Regions from separate parts of the Anser cygnoides genome. Here region 2 is linked to region 1. The links are chromatin contacts, called in public Hi-C maps. All regions are on one chromosome and are shown on one strand. Each heading gives the region's core, a stretch centred on a gene start, on an enhancer-like site or on the middle of the called end of the contact. The rest is flanking DNA. Distances are from core to core; before and after follow the strand shown.

Region 1 (3,278 bases), core at 270-2,769:
CTGAGAAATCATTAAACAGATGACTTAACATTGTGGCAGTCTGTTTTTAATTTATACTTGAGCATAAAAGTATTTAGTCTTACCTCTTTGATTATACTCACTGTTATATTTAGCGCTTCCAGAGTTTACATAGAAAGCTAAGTGCACGAACTTTCAACTTCATAATGTGTCTTAAAATCCTATTAACAAAACAGCTTTTCTTTTTCTCTCTCTCCCTTCCTCTTCTTCCCCCATTTTCTAGTTCAAATTGTTATAGCAAGTGTAGAACAATATTAAAGTGATTTACCTTCAACTGCTATTTAAACAATTTGAGGATGTTGAGGAGAAATATTTTTATACAGAAAGAATTAATCTGTTTCCTACCTAAATTTCTTTTGAAACTTGTAGAAACAAACTGGAGAAATATGGTAGAAACATCTGATGGGTTAGAAACCTCTGAAAATGAGAGAGAATCCTCATCCAAGGCTGCAGTACCAGAAAAAGCTGGTAATGGTCAAACTGAAAAATCTACCCTTAATAAACAACCACCACTGGCTACATCCAGCACTACCTCAGCAACAAATCACGGAAAATCCATACCAGGTGAGAAGGAGGAGGTGAAACCAGATGACAATCTGGAATGGGCCTCACAGCAGAGTACAGAGACAGGATCACTGGATGGCAGCTGCCAAGATCTTTTGAATTCCTCCATGACCAGTACCACCAGTACTCTTGTGCCAGGAATGCTAGAAGAGGAGGACGAGGAAGATGAGGAAGATGATGAGGATTATGCCCATGAACCGATTTCTGTTGAAGTTCAGCTTAATAGCAGAATTGAATCCTGGGTTTCAGAGACCCAGAGAACTATGGAGACCCTTCAGCTTGGGAAGACCCTTAGTGGCGCGGAAGAAGACAATGCAGAACAAAGTGAGGAGGAGGAAATAGAGACTTCTGAGCAGGTTGATCCAGTCGTTGATGGTGAGGAATGGACAAATGACAAGCATGCAAGTAACACTCAACATAAGCCCACCATCTGTACTTCTTTGAATAAAGAACACACAGATTCCATCTACATGCCATAAAAATCAGCAGGAACTCAGGAACTTTTTAGAAATTATATTAAAACTAATTGTTGTAAAAGTTGCAGCCATTATTTCATACGCTTCATCTCAACGTTTTGCACTGTTAAACATTTAATGTGTATTTAATTCACAATATTTTTGTAGCTGTCCATTACTTGGTTGATTTAAAAACTAGCTTAGCTTTTAATCAGTATCTATTTCCCAGAATAGAAACTGTGTGGAAAATCTGTCAGTGAGTATTCATTCAATCTTTTGTAAAAGGAAACACTTTATAACTGACCAGTTTTAAGCAAAATTATTTTATGTGACCATTTAGCTCATTTTCAAACAGATAACATACATTTTAAGACTGACAAGTTACCAGCACTTCACATTGGTGTTATGCCAGGCATGTCAATGTATTTGGCTGTGATTATTCTAGTTCTGTCTAGAAATAGAAGTAAGGTGTTGGTTATCTTCATTTAAAAAAAAAAAAAGCTGGAAAACCCTGTTTGCAGTCTTCATGAAGAGTAAATAGAGAAATCTGTACATGGTTCTTATGCTAAGATAGATGCAGCTTTTTTAAGCTGCTGATAGTTGAGATGGTTGCAGTTGTTACAATAAGCTATACCAGGGGTATTACGTATTTATTGTTGTTATTAGTCTGTTTACAAAGTGGAAATATTACATAAAAGCAGGAAAAGAAAACAAATTCCCCATGCTCTCCACAGTTGCTGCCTGCCAAACCACACTAAGTGAATCATTAACCATAATCCCTATCCAGGACTTTTAGTAAACTGATGACTTCCTTTTTCTGCTGTCACTTACCTCAGGAATGCTGTTTTTTGCATATTGTAATCTATAACATTGCAAAAAGGAAGAGTAATTATTTAACAGCAAGTGCAAATGACACAGTGGCTCAATTTCTTGATAAGTTCATCTGCATGCTTTGGTCCTGGTCACCTTCATGTTGAGTTCAGGATGGATCTTAACAATTTCTATTCAAAATGTGACCTCTTTTTGTCTGTTCTCAGTTGTAGCAGCCTTAGGAGTTGACCTCGAGAGTAGAAAAGGAAGTAGTTTGTCCAGGAAAGGGGGAAGTGCCCTGTAGTTTGGGGAGGTATTGCAGTGGTCCTGAGGTAAAAGGAATGACCCCCACGCTCTTGAAACATACATGTTGCTACAGACTTGTTCCTTAATTTTATTCTGAATATGAAGTAAAATCTGTTAACTGATGGTTAATTGATTTCAGATTTCAGATTGAGTGTATATTTAAACCTTGCATGCAAGGAATCTGTTTTCCATCCTTGTCTTATATTGGTGAGAAATGTACTGAAACTGCCAGCAGCAGGAGCTTCACTACAAGAGCCAAAGGGTAACTCACACAAATACACTTTTATAGCAAACGTGTGTTTTAATTCCACTTCATTTCTCTTGATCACTTGTATCAAAATGCATTTAAATACTTTGGGTTGGCTGAAAGAAAAACACAAGAAATCGATAGCTTAGTTAGATATTTAGTCCACACTTATTAACATGGGACCAGCGCTTATAGTATTAGCAATGCTGGCATTTTAGGTTGCACTGGGAAAATAAGACTCCAGGTTTAGAAATCATCTAGCCCTGGGTTTTTTGGATGCTAATGACAATAGTAGAAACTGCGTGTGTTATGTAAATAGTGTTTTGATAGATAAAGGCATAGCAAAGACTATGTAGATAAGCAGTGTAGAGAGCTGCTAGGACAACTGGCTGTCCTGTCACGTTCTTAGTTCTTTAATGTACTCTTCCTAGATATTAGAACAGGCGTTTTGTAGGAAAACAAAGACTAAGGATCGATGCCTCCTGATTGTTAAACCTTTTACTGTACATATGGCAGACTTCTACTGTCCGTGTGTTTGGAAATAGTTTTTGCTTTAGGAAATGATAGGTGTTTGAACTGCTGACAAGCAAAACTTGCCCTTGGATGTGTAAGCATGTCTTAACATTCGCTGAGATCAGTGTATACACTGAGGACAAAACTTTACTGGAACATCAAAAAAAAAAAAGCTTGTAACTTTTCCATTTGCTTTTTCAGTGCCAGTGATTCAAATAACTTTTGATCTTGAAGTATTAGCATCAGACGCATCTTTTTGTATGTCTTTTCTGAACTTGGACTGTCATTTTAAGGTTTTTTGACATTTATTAAAAAAAAAAAATGATTTTGCTACAGGTTTAATAGAGCTCTTGAAGATGATACAG
Region 2 (3,278 bases), core at 496-2,995, 54 kb before region 1:
GAAGCAATTTCTGCCATTTCATTGTACAATCCCTTTCCTAGATCCCATTAATGATAATATTGTAGTCCATGGTGAAATAAATCTGTTAGCAGAGTTTTAGATGTTAACTTTAGCCCTTTTTCTGTCAGTATTTAGAATGCTTCTTTGTTTCACAGATAATTTCATAGTGGTGCTAGTACCAAGAGACTAAGTACAAACAGAGCAGTCATAGGGGCATGTTTATCGAAGTGCTGATTGATCTCTTAATGTGGGTTTTACAAACAAGACTGATGAAAGGCTATTTACACGCTTTGGCCTTTTTGTTTCAACACGCATGCTGCAATGTAAGCACCTACATCAGAGCTGATTGTCAGAAGTGTTAAGCAAACGCATCCCTCGCAACTTCTCACCTCCAAATCTAGAAAAGCTGAGCTTGTCCTTTCCACGTGACTTACACTGAAACAGTGCACTCTGCTGCGGGGATCACAAATTTAGAAAACGCCCCTTGCCAGTGCTAACACGGGTAAAAGGGCTCATTCAACTGTCCGCGTGTTCTACTGCCACACACCAGGTGCAGCACCGCGGGCAAGAGCACACGTCGTCCCAGCGAATCGCAAAGGCCATTCATTACAGCCCACAAGACGAGAGGATAACCGAATATCCCCAAAACTCTGCGAAGAGAAAACGTCGGGGGGAGAACTGAAGGCGCCATTCCTCCTCCCGCCGCACTGGGCGAGGGGCAGCAGGGCTGCGTCGGCTGCCTCGGGAGGGGACCGGGGGGCCGCGCCCTGCTTGCCGGCGGGGGACCGGGGCACACTGGGGCCACGGGGCCCCTGCTGTCGGAGCCGAGCCGAGCCGAGCCGGGTCAGGCCACGACGCCCACAGGCTACCCGTCCCTCACACGGCCGGCCCGCCCCCACCCCAGCCCCCCTGCTCACCACCCCCCCCCGCTGCCACGGCGGCTGCAGGGCGGTGGCTGGGTGCTGCCACCCTGGCACGTCCCCACTCACCCAGCCAGGCAGGCACCCACCTGGGCTGCTCCACCAACTGCACCGGGAGGCTGCTGGGGGCGTCCCCCGCCATGGCGGCTCCCCCCCGCCGGCCCCTGCTGGAGGCGGGCGGTGGCTTTGGCGGGCTCGCGGTCACGGGACGGGCAGGCACCAGCCTTCCGGGTGGCGGGGCTGCCGGCACGGCCTCCTCCTCCTCCTCCTCTTCCTCCCTGGCACGGCTCCGGCTCCGGTCCTGGTCCCGGTCCCGGCCCCTCCGTGCAGCCCCCAGGCCGGTGCCGCGGGGGGTCGGCGCCCCGCAGCCCTCCCGGCGGCGGGGCCGCTCAGCTCCTGGCCCAAGGCGGTCCGCAGGTGGCTGAAAAGCTGTTGCAACGCGTGCAGAAGGCGATCTTTTACTTCGTTCCTGTCGGAATTTAGCTGGCAACAAAGATCAAAAACAGCCCCCAGCGCGGTGCGGGGTGTTGAGGCCAGAGCTGCCCTCGGCACGGTGCACTGAGGCAGCGCGGTCATGCAATGGCAGGGCAATCAGCAGTGCTTCCCCCCGGCATTATTTTTCTCCTTTGGGTTTTCTGGCATGTGGGTTTGCTGCTTTCCCTCAAACAAGTAGCTTCACAGATCCCATTATCCCTCACGATTAATGGCAGCAGTGACTTTGAGGAGCTGGAGCTTTTCCAATGTGTTTACAAGCCCAGCTCATTGTTGTCCATTTTGCTGTTCAAGGCTGCTAATAATCACCTCAGGAAGTTTTAAATGCCTGGACTAAGAAAAATATAGTAATATTCCATTCTATGATTAATGCCTTTCTGAAGCAATTTCCCAGGGGCAGAATTGAAATAGAAGTAGCCACAGGAGAGGAAAAAAATGATCAAAAACTGTAACATAAAACGACCCGCAGAAAAGAATGGAGACAATAAATATTGCAAACTTGTCTAGGAGCTTGCAGGATCCACCAGCCTCGCAGTGTGGGAGGGCAACGCTTGCATGTCCAGCCTTTTTCCCCTCATTCACCTGAAGGCAGCAGCAATTACTTTGTTAAAGTCTTTAGAAAGCCAGCGACTCTGCACCTTGCGGGGCCCCTGCTTTTCACAGGTAAAAACCCTGTTAGGGCGGGTGGTTGGGTGATATTTGGATATGGTAATGGTAGCGCAAGGAAAGTGCTCAGAGGCACTGAACACGGCAGGACGACGTGCTAAGGCCTGTAGGGCTGCGGCAGCACAGCGGCCGGACTTTTCAAATTCCCCATCAGGGACACAAAGCGGCATGGCTCCCAGACCCGCTGTGCGGTACGGGTAGGAGGCGGCGCCGCAGGGGGGGGGCCGCGTTTGCTAAGGGCCGATCGCTGGGGGGGGGGGGCGGACGGGGACAGGAACCCGGCGGCGGTGCAGCGCCGATCGGGCTCCGGGCTCCCCGCGCGCGGGCGGCGGCGGGTTCCGGGGCCGCGCGCTTCCGTGCCGCGCGGTGTTGTGGGAGAAGGGGCCGGCCCCGGCGTCTCCTCCCTGAGCCGGCCCCCGCCGCCCATCCTGCGGCCAAGATGTCTGACATGGAGGATGATTTCATGTGCGACGACGAGGAGGACTACGACCTGGTAGGGCGCGGGGCTCCGCGGCGGCCTGCGGGGGGCGCGGCGCCGGCCACGTGGTGCCGCAGCCCTGGGCCGGGCCCCCCCGGGCCGCCGGGCGCCCTCCTCCGCCCCACGGCTGCCGGGGGCGGGCGCTGCGCTCGGAGCAGGCCCCGCCGGGCTCCCGCCGCCCCTCCCCAGACGAACGGGCCGGTTTCGGGCCCGGCCAGCTGCGGCCCCTGCTCGCTGCCCGCGGGGCACGGAGCTGCCAGCCCCCTGCGGGCCGCGGCGGCGAACGGAGGGAAAGTGCGGGGAGGGGAGCGGGGAGTGAGGGGACACGGCCCAGCAGCCCGGTCCTCGTGCTCAACTGCTGGGGCTTCGGGTGTTAGCGAGGTTTTTGCTCTTGTGGTACCTGCGTTGCAGGGTTCGGGGTTCCTGTGGCGTGTCTAGGTGTGTTTTCACATCAGGTTTTGCTCTGAGCTCTTGCAGGTAAAAATAAAGTGTAAGTGCTGCTTGCAATTAGCAGCAGACAGAGCAATTTGTCCAGGAAAATTGGAGAACATAATGAGATTGGATGTAACAAGTCTCTTTTTAATTATTAAAGCTAATTACGTTTTACAATTAGCAAAGCGATTTCAAGATGGGTTAATAAACGAAATAGTTGTCATCTGAAACAAAAAATCTTTGCTGTGCTCTCTGATCAGTTATAATCCCGTTGCCATAATCATATATTG

Evidence for each region. A called contact is a pair of places that touch in the nucleus more often than the background predicts.
Region 2: a contact with region 1 is called in a Hi-C map of liver, with 2.7 times the contacts expected there. The contact joins the promoter of COPS2 here to the enhancer-like site in region 1. A contact is called at or near these places in 2 of 7 Hi-C or Micro-C datasets (both in liver).

Annotation. Positions count from the first base shown.
Region 1 is chr11:21,909,707-21,912,984 of Taihu_goose_T2T_genome, reverse strand. It overlaps SECISBP2L (SECIS binding protein 2 like), which reads left to right. Exons shown (of 18, transcript XM_048052322.2): 18 at 388-3,278. The coding sequence ends at 1,061. Among named protein-coding and RNA genes, the nearest start is that of SHC4, 8.7 kb to the right of the region's middle. Within about 2 kb of position 1,519, at least 1 of the 3 cell types and tissues checked has open chromatin away from gene starts, as enhancers often do. A contact at or near this core is called in liver, where this site is marked.
Region 2 is chr11:21,963,815-21,967,092 of Taihu_goose_T2T_genome, reverse strand. COPS2 (COP9 signalosome subunit 2) reads left to right here and starts at 1,745. Exons shown (of 13, transcript XM_048052327.2): 1 at 1,745-2,075. The coding sequence starts at 1,968. GALK2 (galactokinase 2) reads right to left here and starts at 1,202. Exons shown (of 9, transcript XM_048052336.2): 1 at 1,010-1,202. The coding sequence starts at 1,062.